Regions from separate parts of the Mus musculus genome. Here regions 1, 2 and 4 are each linked to region 3. The links are chromatin contacts, called in public HiChIP or PLAC-seq and promoter capture Hi-C maps. All regions are on one chromosome and are shown on one strand. The core of a region is the stretch at or near the end of the contact, and the rest is flanking DNA. Distances in the headings are between cores, read along the strand shown.

What was found. Promoter capture Hi-C pulls out the DNA fragments that hold promoters and counts their contacts. HiChIP or PLAC-seq counts read pairs in DNA pulled down with a chosen protein or histone mark.
Region 1: a promoter capture Hi-C map of neutrophils shows a contact between it and region 3, with 4 times the contacts expected there. The contact joins the promoter of Ifi208 here to the promoter of Olfr433 in region 3. A contact is called at or near these places in 4 of 39 promoter capture datasets (the C10 cell line, neutrophils and pre-B cells), 1 of 115 datasets of contacts at active chromatin or transcription factors (CD8 T cells) and 3 of 9 other capture datasets (adipose tissue, embryonic stem cells and liver).
Region 2: a contact with region 3 is called in a promoter capture Hi-C map of pre-B cells, with 4 times the contacts expected there. The contact joins the promoter of Ifi213 here to the promoter of Olfr433 in region 3. A contact is called at or near these places in 3 of 39 promoter capture datasets (hippocampal neurons, neutrophils and pre-B cells) and 2 of 9 other capture datasets (adipose tissue and liver).
Region 4: a contact with region 3 is called in an H3K27ac HiChIP or PLAC-seq map of heart atrium, with 7 times the contacts expected there. The contact joins the promoter of Ifi209 here to the promoter of Olfr433 in region 3. A contact is called at or near these places in 5 of 39 promoter capture datasets (the 3T3-L1 cell line, the C10 cell line, hippocampal neurons and 1 more), 1 of 115 datasets of contacts at active chromatin or transcription factors (heart atrium) and 4 of 9 other capture datasets (adipose tissue, liver, macrophages and 1 more).

Annotation. Positions count from the first base shown.
Region 1 is chr1:173,672,232-173,675,081 of GRCm38.p6, forward strand. Ifi208 (interferon activated gene 208) reads left to right here and starts at 1,434. Exons shown (of 7, transcript NM_001162938.2): 1 at 1,434-1,735.
Region 2 is chr1:173,597,631-173,600,735 of GRCm38.p6, forward strand. Ifi213 (interferon activated gene 213) reads right to left here and starts at 1,642. Exons shown (of 6, transcript NM_001368798.1): 1 at 1,390-1,642.
Region 3 is chr1:174,040,604-174,043,539 of GRCm38.p6, forward strand. Olfr433 (olfactory receptor 433) reads left to right here and starts at 1,330. Exons shown (of 1, transcript NM_146717.2): 1 at 1,330-2,333. The coding sequence starts at 1,349. The coding sequence ends at 2,293.
Region 4 is chr1:173,629,195-173,632,329 of GRCm38.p6, forward strand. Ifi209 (interferon activated gene 209) reads left to right here and starts at 1,665. Exons shown (of 7, transcript NM_175026.3): 1 at 1,665-1,961.

The sequences.
Region 1 (2,850 bases), core at 184-2,683, 370 kb before region 3:
TATTTCCAAATCTTTAGGTTGCTGATCTGTCTTATCAAAGGTGTCCTTTGCTTTACAACCCTGCCAGTTTCATGAGGTCCTATTTATCAATTCTTGATCTTAGAGCATGAATCATTGGAGTTCTGTTTAGGAAATATCCCCCTGTGCCAAAGAGTTCAAGGCTCTTTCCCATTATCTCTTCTATTAGATTCAGTGTATCTGATTTTATGTTGAGGTCCTTGATCTAATTAGACTTGAGCTTTGTGCAAGGTGATAAATATGGGTCAATTTTCATTCTACATACACACAGCCAGTTAGACTAACACGCGTTTTTGAAATGCTTTCTTTTTTTCCATTGTATAATTTTGGCTTGTCAAGATCAAGTGATGGGAAGCGTGTGGTTTTATTTCTGGGTTGTCATTTTTATTCCATTGATCAACATGTCTGTCTCTGTACCAATAACATGCAGGTTGAATCACTATTGCTCTGTAGGAAAGCTTGACGACAGGGATAGTGATTCCCCCAACTGTTCTACTATCAAAGGCAGAGACATCTGGAAGTTGCCCAAGACTAGCAGTTGGAAAGAAATTTAACTCCCATTGTTTTCATCCAGGTGACTGGTTACCTAGCTATGGCATTATCCTCTTTTTTAGACCAGTTGGTAGGCTTGCATACCATTATCTGCTGCTTGATGCCATTTGTTCCATGTTTCAGGATCACAACAAATGTTAATCCTTGAATTCTCCATCCCAGAAAAATGCAGCAGGACAAGCATTATATCAGCCCATAATCTCAATCAAAACTCGAGGTTTCCCACTGTCTCCCAGGCCCCAGGTTTCCCTGTGCTTACCAGTGAATAATGTAGAAACACTGAGGAAACATTAACTTCACCATTGAAGGAGGACAGCTTAGTTCTATAATCAGGAGGGAGGTGGATAATGCCAAATGCCTTTCTATTTATTTGAGGTTGCAGCTTGGAGTTGTGTGTTTGTAACATTATGCTCTGGCAAGTCTAGGTCTTGGGAGCTACTAATGGATGCATAGATGCTACAGGAATGACTTAAACCAGGAGCTGTTTCATCTCAGATTTTCCTTGAAACCCATTCACATGCAGCTGGCAACTGACACAGCAAAGATCTCCTGATACTGACTCTGTCCTGAGCAGAAAAGAAAGAAGAGGCTGGGTGACTTGGCTTTTTTGGTCTAAGTTTTCACCTTCATTCAAAGGAATGAAGGTTCCTAGGGATCCTTTTGCAAGCCTGTAGGACATGAGGATTATAAATCTAAATCTTGTACCTATGAAGATTTGCAAGAAACATCCTGAGTGTAACTAGCTCTCTTTGACTTTTTTGGTAATTGTTTACAGGAAGGAAACTCTTGAGTTTCCGTCTCTGAGGAAATCGAAAGCTATGAACCTTGTCCACTCCCCACAAAGTAGCACAGGATGAGAAACCAGTTCCCCTCAGTCTGAGCAGCTGTGCAGTGACTCTACCCAGTGTCAGCTTTCCATCTCTCTCTGAAAACACTTCATTGTCTCAGAATTTCAGGAGATTACAAAATCCTCTGGATCACCTTCTGAGAGATTTACTATTTGCTCTTCACACACACACTCACACACAGACACAGACACACACAGACACACACACATACACAGACACAGACACAGACACACACTCACTCACTCACTCACTTGCTCACTCACTCACTGCTTCCTGCCCTGCAAAGGCTGGATACCACTGAAGAATTTTCTGAAGAGGTGAGTCCTCCCCGTGCTTTCTCTATGAATGCACAAGACTACAGGTGAAATCCCTGTTGATCTTTAGGTTGAGAGAGAAGGAAGCCAAGCTGGTGGCTGCTACACTGAGCAGTGAATCTGCAGTATCTGAATTCAGGTCCTTGGCTCATAATGATGCTAGGCATCCTGATTCCTCCACCAGTAAGACTGACTGGAAAACAGGCATATTTCAGATTATAAAATATACTCTTTAGAGGTAAGCCAGGGTAAGTGAATAATAAGAAATAGATAGCTTTAGTTTTCTTGGCTGGAGAGTGCTTGGAACCTGGTGGTTGTAGTGAATGGCTGGGCAAAGGATGTGTTTGTGACAGGAAAAATTGTCATGAGGTAATAATACCCAGTGAAAAATGCATCTAGCTCTCAGGCTGCATTATCTAGTATTGCAACCATACATAGTCTGGGCACCAATGGGCATATGTGGTCAAAGGTGTCCCAGATTCACAGTGATTGCAAACCTGGGGTTTTATTGACTCAAGAAGCACATTACATGGTATTCATTCACTTCTACTTTAAGTGGATATGATGATATTGTAGACATTGTTAGTCTCTATCATCCTGGAAGTTAATTGCTTTGGTTTATTTGTCTTTTAGTTTTCTTTGATTTTGTCTTCTGGTGGTAAGATTTAGAAAAGAGTTGGAGGGTTCATCAGAACTAGATGTATACTTCACACTTTTAGACTCTTCTGCAGTCTCTCTGCGCACTATGGTTGATCTATCACTTATTAGGTGTATTAATTATGCTGCCCAGACTTTCTAAGATTTTACAAAGTTACAACCCTGTTCTTTTTTAAATTAAGATAAATAAAACATGCATAAAAATTTGATTCTTAAGTTATTATTAGACTTTCTATTATTAAAACACTTTTCTATTTTTAGGAGGTAAACTATTTTCATTCTTTTGGTTTTCTGAGAAGAATTTTTATTTTTGGTTCTAATTAAGACAATGCTAATATAGAAAAATTGGCTATTAGTTACTATAAAAAAGATTTATTTTATAATTTCCATGAATGCATGTCTTAATGGTAACCTTTAGATGCATGTGTTAAAGAAAATTTGACAAAAGATGTTAATTAACA
Region 2 (3,105 bases), core at 392-2,891, 440 kb before region 3:
TCCTCAGAGTAAAACCTAAGCAAGGTGAAAACTGGGTGAGTCTCTGCCTCAGGAGTGAAACTCTCCTCAGAGAGAGGAGAGACAGGAAGGGCATCAACAGGACCACTGAAGGAGGAAACAACATAAGCTCAGTAATGTTGTTGTCTTCACTTGTTAGCCACTTGAGTCATAAGAAAAGGCAAGAAAAGAAATGCAGATGTCCCATAAAAGAAGTAGTCATAATAAAATCCAGAAAAATGTGTCCTCAACCTACCCTAGAGGACTTAACATAATTGGTTAATTAACATCTTTTGTCAAGTTTTTTTTAACACATACATCTAAAGGTTACCATTAAGACATGAATTCATGGAAATTATAAAATAAATCCTTTTTATAGTAACTAATAAGGGCAAATTTTTCTATATTAGCATTGTCTTAATTAGAACCACAAATAAAAATTCTTCTCAGAAAATCAAAATAATGAAAATAGTTTACCTCCTAGAAATAGATAAGTGTTTTAATAATAGAAAGTCTAATAATAACTTAAAAACCAAATTTTTATGCATGATTTATTTATCTTAATTTCTAAATGAACAGGGTTGTAACTTTTGTAAAATCTTAGAAAGTCTGGGCAGCATAATTAATACACCTAGTAAGTGATAGATCAACCATAGTGCACAGAGGGACTGCAGAAGAGTCTAAAAGTGTGAAGTATATATCTAGTTCTGATGAACCCTCCAACTCTTTTCTAAATCTTACCACCAGAATACAAAATCAAAGAAAACTAAAAAGACAAATAAACCAAAGCAATTAACTTTCAGGATGATACAGATTAACAATGTCTACAATTCCACCATATCCACTTGAAGTAGAAGTGAATGAAGACCATTTAATGTGCTTCTTGAGTCAATAAAACCCCAGGTTTGCAATCACTGTGAATCTGGGACACCTTTGACCACATATGCCCATTGGTGCCCAGACTATGTATGGTTGCAATACTAGATAATGCAGCCTGAGAGCTAGATGCATTTTTCACTGGGTATTATTACCTCATGACAATTTTTCCTGTCACAAACACGTCTTTTGCCCAGCCATTCACTACAACCACCAGGTTCTAAGCACTCTCCAGCCAAGAAAACAAAAGCCCTCTTCTTATTCACTTATCCTGACTTACCTAAAAAAACGTGTATTTTATAATCTGAAATATGCCCCTTTTCGGATCAGTCTTACTGGTGGAAGAATAAGGATGCCTAGCATATTTATGAGCCAAGGACCTGAATCCAGATACTGCAGATTCACTGCTCAGTGTAGCAGCCACCAGCTTGGCTTCCTTCTCTCTCCACCAAAAGATCAACAGGGATTTCACCTGTAGTCGTGTGCATTCACAGAGAAAGCAGGGGGAGGACTCACCTCTTCAGAAAATTCTTCAGTGGTATCCAGTTTTGCAGGGCAGGAAGCAGTGAGTGAATGAGCAAGTGAGCAAGTGAGTGTGTGTGTGTGTGTGTGTATGTGTGTGTGTGTGTGAAGATAAAAAAGTAAACAGTAAATCTCTCAGAAGGTGATACAGAGGATTTTGTAATCTCCTGAAATTCTGAGAAAATAAAGTGTTTTCAGAGAGAGAGATGGAAAGCTGACACTGGGTAGAGTCACTGCTCAGCTGCTCAGACTGAGGGGAACTGGTTTCTCATCCTGTGCTACTTTGTGGGGAGTGGACAAGGTTCATAGCTTTCGATTTCCTCAGAGACGGAAACTCAAGAGTTTCCTTCTTGTAAACAATAACCAAAAAAGTCAAAGAGAGCTAGTTACACTCAGGATGTTTCTTGCAAATCTTCATAGGTACAAGATTTAGATTTATAATCCTCATGTCCTACAGGCTTGCAAAAGGATCCCTAGGAACCTTCATTCCTTTGAATGAAGGTGAAAACTTAGACCAAAAAAGCCAAGTCACCAAGCCTCTTCTTTCTTTTCTGCTCAGGACAGAGTCAGTATCAGGAGATCTTTGCTGTGTTAGTTGCCTGCTGCATGTAAATGAGTTTCAAGGAAAATCTAAGTGAAACAGCTCCTGGTTTAAGTCATCCCTGTAGCATCTATGCATCCATTAGTAGCTCCCAAGACCTAGACTTGCCAGAGCATAACATTACAAACACACAACTCCAAGCTGCAACCTCAAATAGATAGAAAGGCATTTGGCTTTATCTACCTCCCTCTTGATTATAGAACTAAGCTGTCCTCCTTCAATGGTGAAGTAAATGTTTCCTCAGTGTCTCTACATTATTCACTGGTAAGCACAGGGAAACCTGGGTCCTGGGAGTCAGTGGGAAACCTCGAGCTTTGATTGAGATTATGGGCTGAAATAATGCTTGTCCTGCTACATTTTTTCTGAAATGGAGAGTTCAAGGATTAAGGATTGCTGTAATCCTGAAACATGGAACAAATGGCATCAAGCAGCAGATAATGATATTGGAGCCTGCCAGCTGGTCTGCAAAAGAGGATGATGCCATAGCTAGGTAACCAGTCACCTGGATGAAAATGATGGGAGTTAAATTGCTTTCCAACTGCTAGTCTTGGGCAACTTCTGGATGTATATGCCTTTGATAGTAGAACAGTTGGGGGAATCACCATCCCTGACCTCAAGATTTCTTACAGAGCAATAGTGATTCAACCTGCATGGTATTAGTACTGAGACAGACATGTTGATCAATGGAATAGAAATGAAGACCCAGAAATAAAACCACACACTTCCCATCACTTGATCTTGATAAGCCAAAACTATATAATGAAAAAAAAAAGAAAGCATTTCAAAAACGGGTTTTAGTCTAACTGGCTGTCTCTATGTAGAAGAATGAAAATTGACCCATATTTATCACCTTGCACAAAGCTCAAGTCTAATTAGATCAAGGACCTCAACATAAAATCAGATACACTGAATCTAATAGAAGAGATAATGGGAAAGAGCCTTGGACTCATTGGCACAGGGGGAAATTTCCTAAACAGAACGCCAATGGTTCATGCTCTAAGATCAAGAATCAATAAATGGGACCTCATGAAACTGGCAAGGTTGTAAAGCAAAGAACATAGTTGATAAGACAGATCAGCAACCTAAAGATTTGGAAATAATCTTCACTA
Region 3 (2,936 bases), core at 80-2,579:
CAGCTCCAGGGAACACCCAACGAGGGGCCTCTGGGAAAGCAGCCTTTCCAGGACCGTTTCATATAAGTAGATAGAGATCGGAATTGCCATTAGGGGGATGACACGGATGCTAATGCCACCAAATGGTCAGGTGATAGATGACGGTGGTAGAGTGTAGGAGATTACCAGAAGAGAATAAGGCAAGAGTTTTGATTTTGATCTTTCCTAGTGAGTAGCCTCAGGTTATGGAAGGAAAACCCAACCACAAAACTCACAATCATTTCCCAATATCCTAGGGAGATCAGAACTCATAACAGTTTCAGAAACCAACTGCCAAATCTTGTTCTTCTTCTTCATTTTAGGAAACAGGAAGTTGGTTAAGTAAAAAAAAAAAATCCCCTAGTTCAGAGTGTACAGCTGGGGTGTGTCAGAGCAAGGGCATGCAGCCAATTCACAGCTACTGCAAAGTTTCTTTTCTGCCTGGGGATTCTGACTCACACTTTTCTTCTTTGAAAATTCATGTCATCTGTCTCTCATGAAGCTCAACTTTTAGAAGGTACGGTATGAATGTTGGGTGAACAATCAGTAGATATCGTGAGCCTGAGAGTGAACACTCATAGAAGATTGTGGGACTGATAGTAAATACTCATAGGAGATCATAGGACTGATAGGGAATAATCAGGGCATATCATGGGCCTGGTAGTGAATAATCATTGTATATGATGGGTCTAGAATTGAATAATCATTGTATATGATGGGCCTGGAAGTGAATAACCATTACATTTCATGGGCATTATATTTTAGGGATTAATCTTAGAGTGTCTGCATCATTGTCAGGCATAGATCACTTAATCTTTCCCTACCAGAATAGTCAATGAAGTATAAGACTTCCTGAAAAAAGTCACTATAACTTTCTGTAGACATCAAGCCTTCCTTTAGAACAGACCAACACTTCTAGTTATTTTATTATTCTAAAATAGATGCACAGAGTCCCCAAGAAACATATAGGTCATAGGAGAGATTACAGTAGAAAGGTTCCATTTCCTTTTATTGAGAGTGGGATAGGGGAGAACTGTGTTGGTGGACACTCAAGAGATCAGGAGTAGAACACTCAGAAGAATAAACCAGGTGTCTTCATTTCTAGTTCTAGCCCAGCCACCTACTGATGTTGAAACCAATCATTTCACATTGATGGGGATGGGAGGGGGCTGCAGCTCCAGTATCACAACATAGGGATTTAATTAGATTATGTCCAACCTCAGCCATGTACTCAGAGTTGCTGCTCTTGACTCTAGGAGTATTTCACAAAGAGATGGAAGATCCTGACGTAGTTAATCTTGGACCTTAACTCCACCTCCTCCTTGGAACCATGGATCATGTCAACTACACCTGGACACGGACCTTCATCCTTGCTGGTTTCACTACCTCTGGTGCCCTCCGACCTCTTGCCTTCCTGGGGACCCTGTGCATCTATCTCCTCACACTGGCAGGGAACTTGTTCATCATTGTCTTGGTTCAGGCAGATTCAGGGCTGTCCACTCCCATGTACTTCTTTATCAGTGTCCTCTCCTTCCTGGAACTCTGGTATGTCAGCACCACAGTGCCCACCTTGCTGCACACCCTGCTCCATGGGCATTCACCCATCCCCTCGTCTGCATGCTTCGTCCAGCTGTATGTCTTTCACTCCTTGGGCATGACCGAGTGCTACCTGTTAGGTGTCATGGCTCTGGACCGCTACCTTGCTATCTGTCGTCCACTGCACTACCATGCACTCATGAGCAGGCAGGTACAGCTATGGCTTGCAGGTGCCACTTGGGTAGCTGGCTTTTCAGCTGCCCTGGTGCCTGCATGTCTCACTGCCAGTTTACCGTATTGCTTGAAAGAAATAGCCCATTACTTTTGTGACCTGGCACCACTAATGCGGTTGGCATGTGTGAGCACAAGGTGGCATGCTCGGGTTCACGGGGCAGTGATTGGTGTGGCCACTGGATGCAATTTTGTCCTCATCTTGGGACTCTATGGGGGTATTCTGACAGCTGTCCTGAAGCTGCCTTCAGCTGCCAGTCGAGCCAAAGCCTTCTCCACATGCTCCTCCCATATGACAGTGGTTGCACTGTTCTATGCTTCTGCTTTTACTGTGTATGTGGGTTCACCTCAGAGCAGACCTGAGGGCACTGACAAACTTATTGCCTTAGTGTATGCCCTCCTAACTCCATTCCTCAACCCTATCATCTATTCCCTTCGCAACAAAGAGGTGAAGGAAGCCGTGAAGAGGGTCAGTGAAAAGATCAGAACTTTGTTGAGAGACACCTAATTATCTCTTTTGACATTACCCACATTCAGGGTAAATGCAACACTCAAATGGCTTGTGAATCATTTTGCAGAATCAAAATAAATGCCAATAAGTGTACCACTGAGTTTAGCACTTACTATGCTGCATATGTTCAGTCTTTTAGACAGATCAATCAGAGGTAGAGCAGAATGAGCAAAAGGCATTTTTTTCTGAATCATTTTCAACATGACAATGAAGAAATCCATGGAAGATTAAAAACTGGCATATAGAAATATTTGAATTGTATTTGTGACTTTGATAATTATCTATCTGTCTGTCTATCTATCTATCTATCTATCTATCTAATCTATCTATCTATCTATCTATCTATCTATCTATCTATCTATCTATCTATCTATCTATCTAACCTATCTATCTATCTGTCTAATCTATCTGTCTATCTGCCTTGTACCTGGTCTGCCAAAGTTTTGGTTCTGTTTTTTAATCATCAGACCACCCCCGTGTGGGTATCTGATGGCTCACAATTTATACATCATAAAAGTGTGGGCGATAAGGTAAACAGTCATTGCAGCCTTGAAATGAAAAGGCCACCGAAAGCTAGCAGCAACATCTGACCTCAACACATGATCCCAACAGACAGTTTAAAAGACAAAAAAAAAAAAAA
Region 4 (3,135 bases), core at 415-2,914, 410 kb before region 3:
TAATACTCGTGTTTAATTATTATTTGATTCCATTATTAGTATTCATCCTGTGCGATAATATCTAATTATAAGTAAAACTGTATCTCAGAGATAATGAGCAAGTCCCTTTCATAAAGTCAATTGGCAATAAAGAAAACATGATGAAATTAGGCATAGTGTACATACATGTGATCCCTACACTCAGGAGGCCAGAGCAGGAAGAGCTACATTTTGAGACTGGCCTGGGCTCCATAGTCAGACCCTGCATCGACTACCAAATGACAACAACAACAGGGATAAGAAGTCAAAGTGTAATATCACCACTTTGCCACATCACAAATTAAACCATAATTTCTTTCTCTGATGCTGTAATTTGGAATGATCCATACAAATACTGTCCACAGTGCTTGTCCCAGATTGGTACCTTTGGCTACCTTGTGGCTATGTTGGGCTTCTGCAGCAGGGATAGGCAAATCCACTGAGACATAAGCAGGAGCTGAGCGGAAACAGTAGGATCAACTTCCCCTGGGCTTTCTTTACTAAATCAGTTCAAAAGATGAAGAAAGGAAAAGGAAAAACTACATTGGCCAAACAAAAGAAAGATAAAGATGGTATTTTCCAACCTCCATTCACCATGAATAAAGGGCTGCAACCAGAATCAATGGTGGAGACACAGCACAAGTCCAGTGGCTTAGCTCTCCCAAGAAAAGCTTCTCTCTGGCTTTCCTTCCCCTTCTCTCCTTTTTGGGAATAATTAGTATTTTATGTAGTCTAAGAAACTAGTGAAAATGGCATCTAGTCAGCAAATCCACAGTTTCTAGTCATCTATATTGTTTCAGAAATACTTCAAGGTAATCCAATTCCCAATGATGGAAACATGAAATGATGGCACATTTTTAAAAGTTCTTAATTAAGGCAATCACCAGTTAAAGAATACTACTTTCCAAAGCTGGGTAAAAGATTTAAATCTAAACTGATCCTGGTCTACAGAGAGAGTTCCTGGCCAGCCAAGACTACACAGTAAAACTGTCTTTGAAAGTAAATAAATTAATAATAATAATAGTAGTAGTAGTAGTAGTAGTAGTAGTAGTAGTAGTAACAGAAAAGAGGAAAGCTAAAGCCAAAATCCTTTCTGCTTACGTGAGATTGGAGTCATATGTTTCTAACAGCATGGTACTCTGGAAAGTCCAGGGAACTAACAAAGGAGTGAAGTGTTTAAACCAAAAGCAATTTCATCTCAGATTTTTTCTTTCCTTTTCTTTTCTTTGCTTTTTTTCTTTCTTTCTTTTTTTTTTTCTTTTTGAAATTCATTCAAGAGCAGCTAGCAATTGCCAATTTCTCCTGCTGCCATTTGCATCCTGAGCAGGAAAGAAAGAGACCTGGTGACTTAGCTTTGCCTTTTGGGAGTTCATCTTTATTCAAAAGAGAGCACATTCCTGGTGACTCACTTGTGAGTTTGTTGGATGCAGTGCTTTTATATTTGGTTCTTGTACCTGTAAGATTTGTAAGAAAAGCAAAACATATCAATGGAGTGTAACTGTCTCTGACTTTCTTATGGTGACTAAAAGGTATACAGGAAGAAAACTGTTGAGTTTCAATCTCTGAGTAAATCGAAAGAGATGCACTCTGCCGGGAGGGGAACTTCCTGTTTCTTAGCTCTTCTGCCAACAAAACAACACCCAGCTGAGACATTCAGCAAGCCTCAGTCCATGGAGTGAGTCTAACCTGAGAATTTCTGTAGATTACATTTTCCAGTTCCCAAGAGATTTATTGGTTTATCTTCTTACACACATACACATACACACACACACACACACACACACACACACACACACACACACACACACCAACTCCTCCCTGTCCCCAACAAACTTTAAGAAGAAGAAGGACAAAAGAGAAGAGGAGGAAGAGGAGTGGAGAAGCCTCTAGTCCTGCCCTGTAGAAGATCTCAGCTTTACATCCCTAGAGAAACATCCAGCAAGGTGAGTTCTACCTGTTTTCTGTAGATATGGTAGATATTGGCTACATCTGTAAAAACAACAAGGACAGTGAAAAGACCTTTGCTGGTTCTTGTGGAGGAGGCAGTGCTGATCTGGTGCCTGCTGCACTCAGCAGTGAGCCCACAGCAGCCGGATTAGGGTCAGTCACTCAAAAAGATAGCAGACATCTTTAGTCCTCCACCACAGAGGAATGAGCTAAGAATAAAACATTTTGCATATTTTAGATAGTTTAATGAACTTTTTAAGCATAAATCTGAATAAGTGGATAATGTGAAGGCTATAATTAGCTCGGATAGGGAGTTCATGGTTATCTGGGATATGTGGGTGAGTGGGAAAAAGCCAAGATAGTGGCATGAAAAATTATTGTGAATGAAAAGTGCCTCTGGACATGAAATGAATTTTCTAATATCCTATCACTATGTGTAGTAGGAAGTTTCTCAGGTTCATAATATATAAACACAAAATGGTTTAACCATTTCCCAAGCCCATTCTGTGTTGTTCTTTCTTCACACCTCTCTAAAGATGGTATTTCCATTGTTAATTTCTACCATCAGGAAAGTTATTTTATTTTCCTTTTGGTTCTCTAATGGTGAAGTGTAATAGAGTGATGGAAGGTCAATTAGAACACATGTATCTTGCACATTTATAGAACAGTTTAAAGAATATATGTACCACAGCAGAGGACTTGGATAGAAGCTCTTAATTGATTTCAAAGTTCTGTGAACATTAGACCAGGCTCACTAAGTTTATTAATTATTGTAGCTAAACTTTCTAAATCACTGCAAAAGATTTTACTTATTTTTAACAATCAAGGGATGTACTTCTTTTTTATTTATTTTTATTTTTATTTTATTTTATTATATTTCAAATGTTATCCACCTTCCCAGTTTCCCCTCTTCAAACCTACTATCTCATCCCCTCTTCCTCTGCCTCTATGAGGGTACTCCCTCACACACCCAACCACTCCTGCCTGCCTGCCCTGCCATTCCCCAACACTGGGGCATTGGGCCTTCACAGGACCAAGAACCACCCCTCCCACTGATACCAAATAAGGCCATCCTCTGCTACATTTGCAGCTGGAGCCATGGTTCCCTTCATGTATACTCTTTGGTTGGTGGTTTAGTCCCTGAGAGCTCTGGGGGTTCTGTTTGGTTGA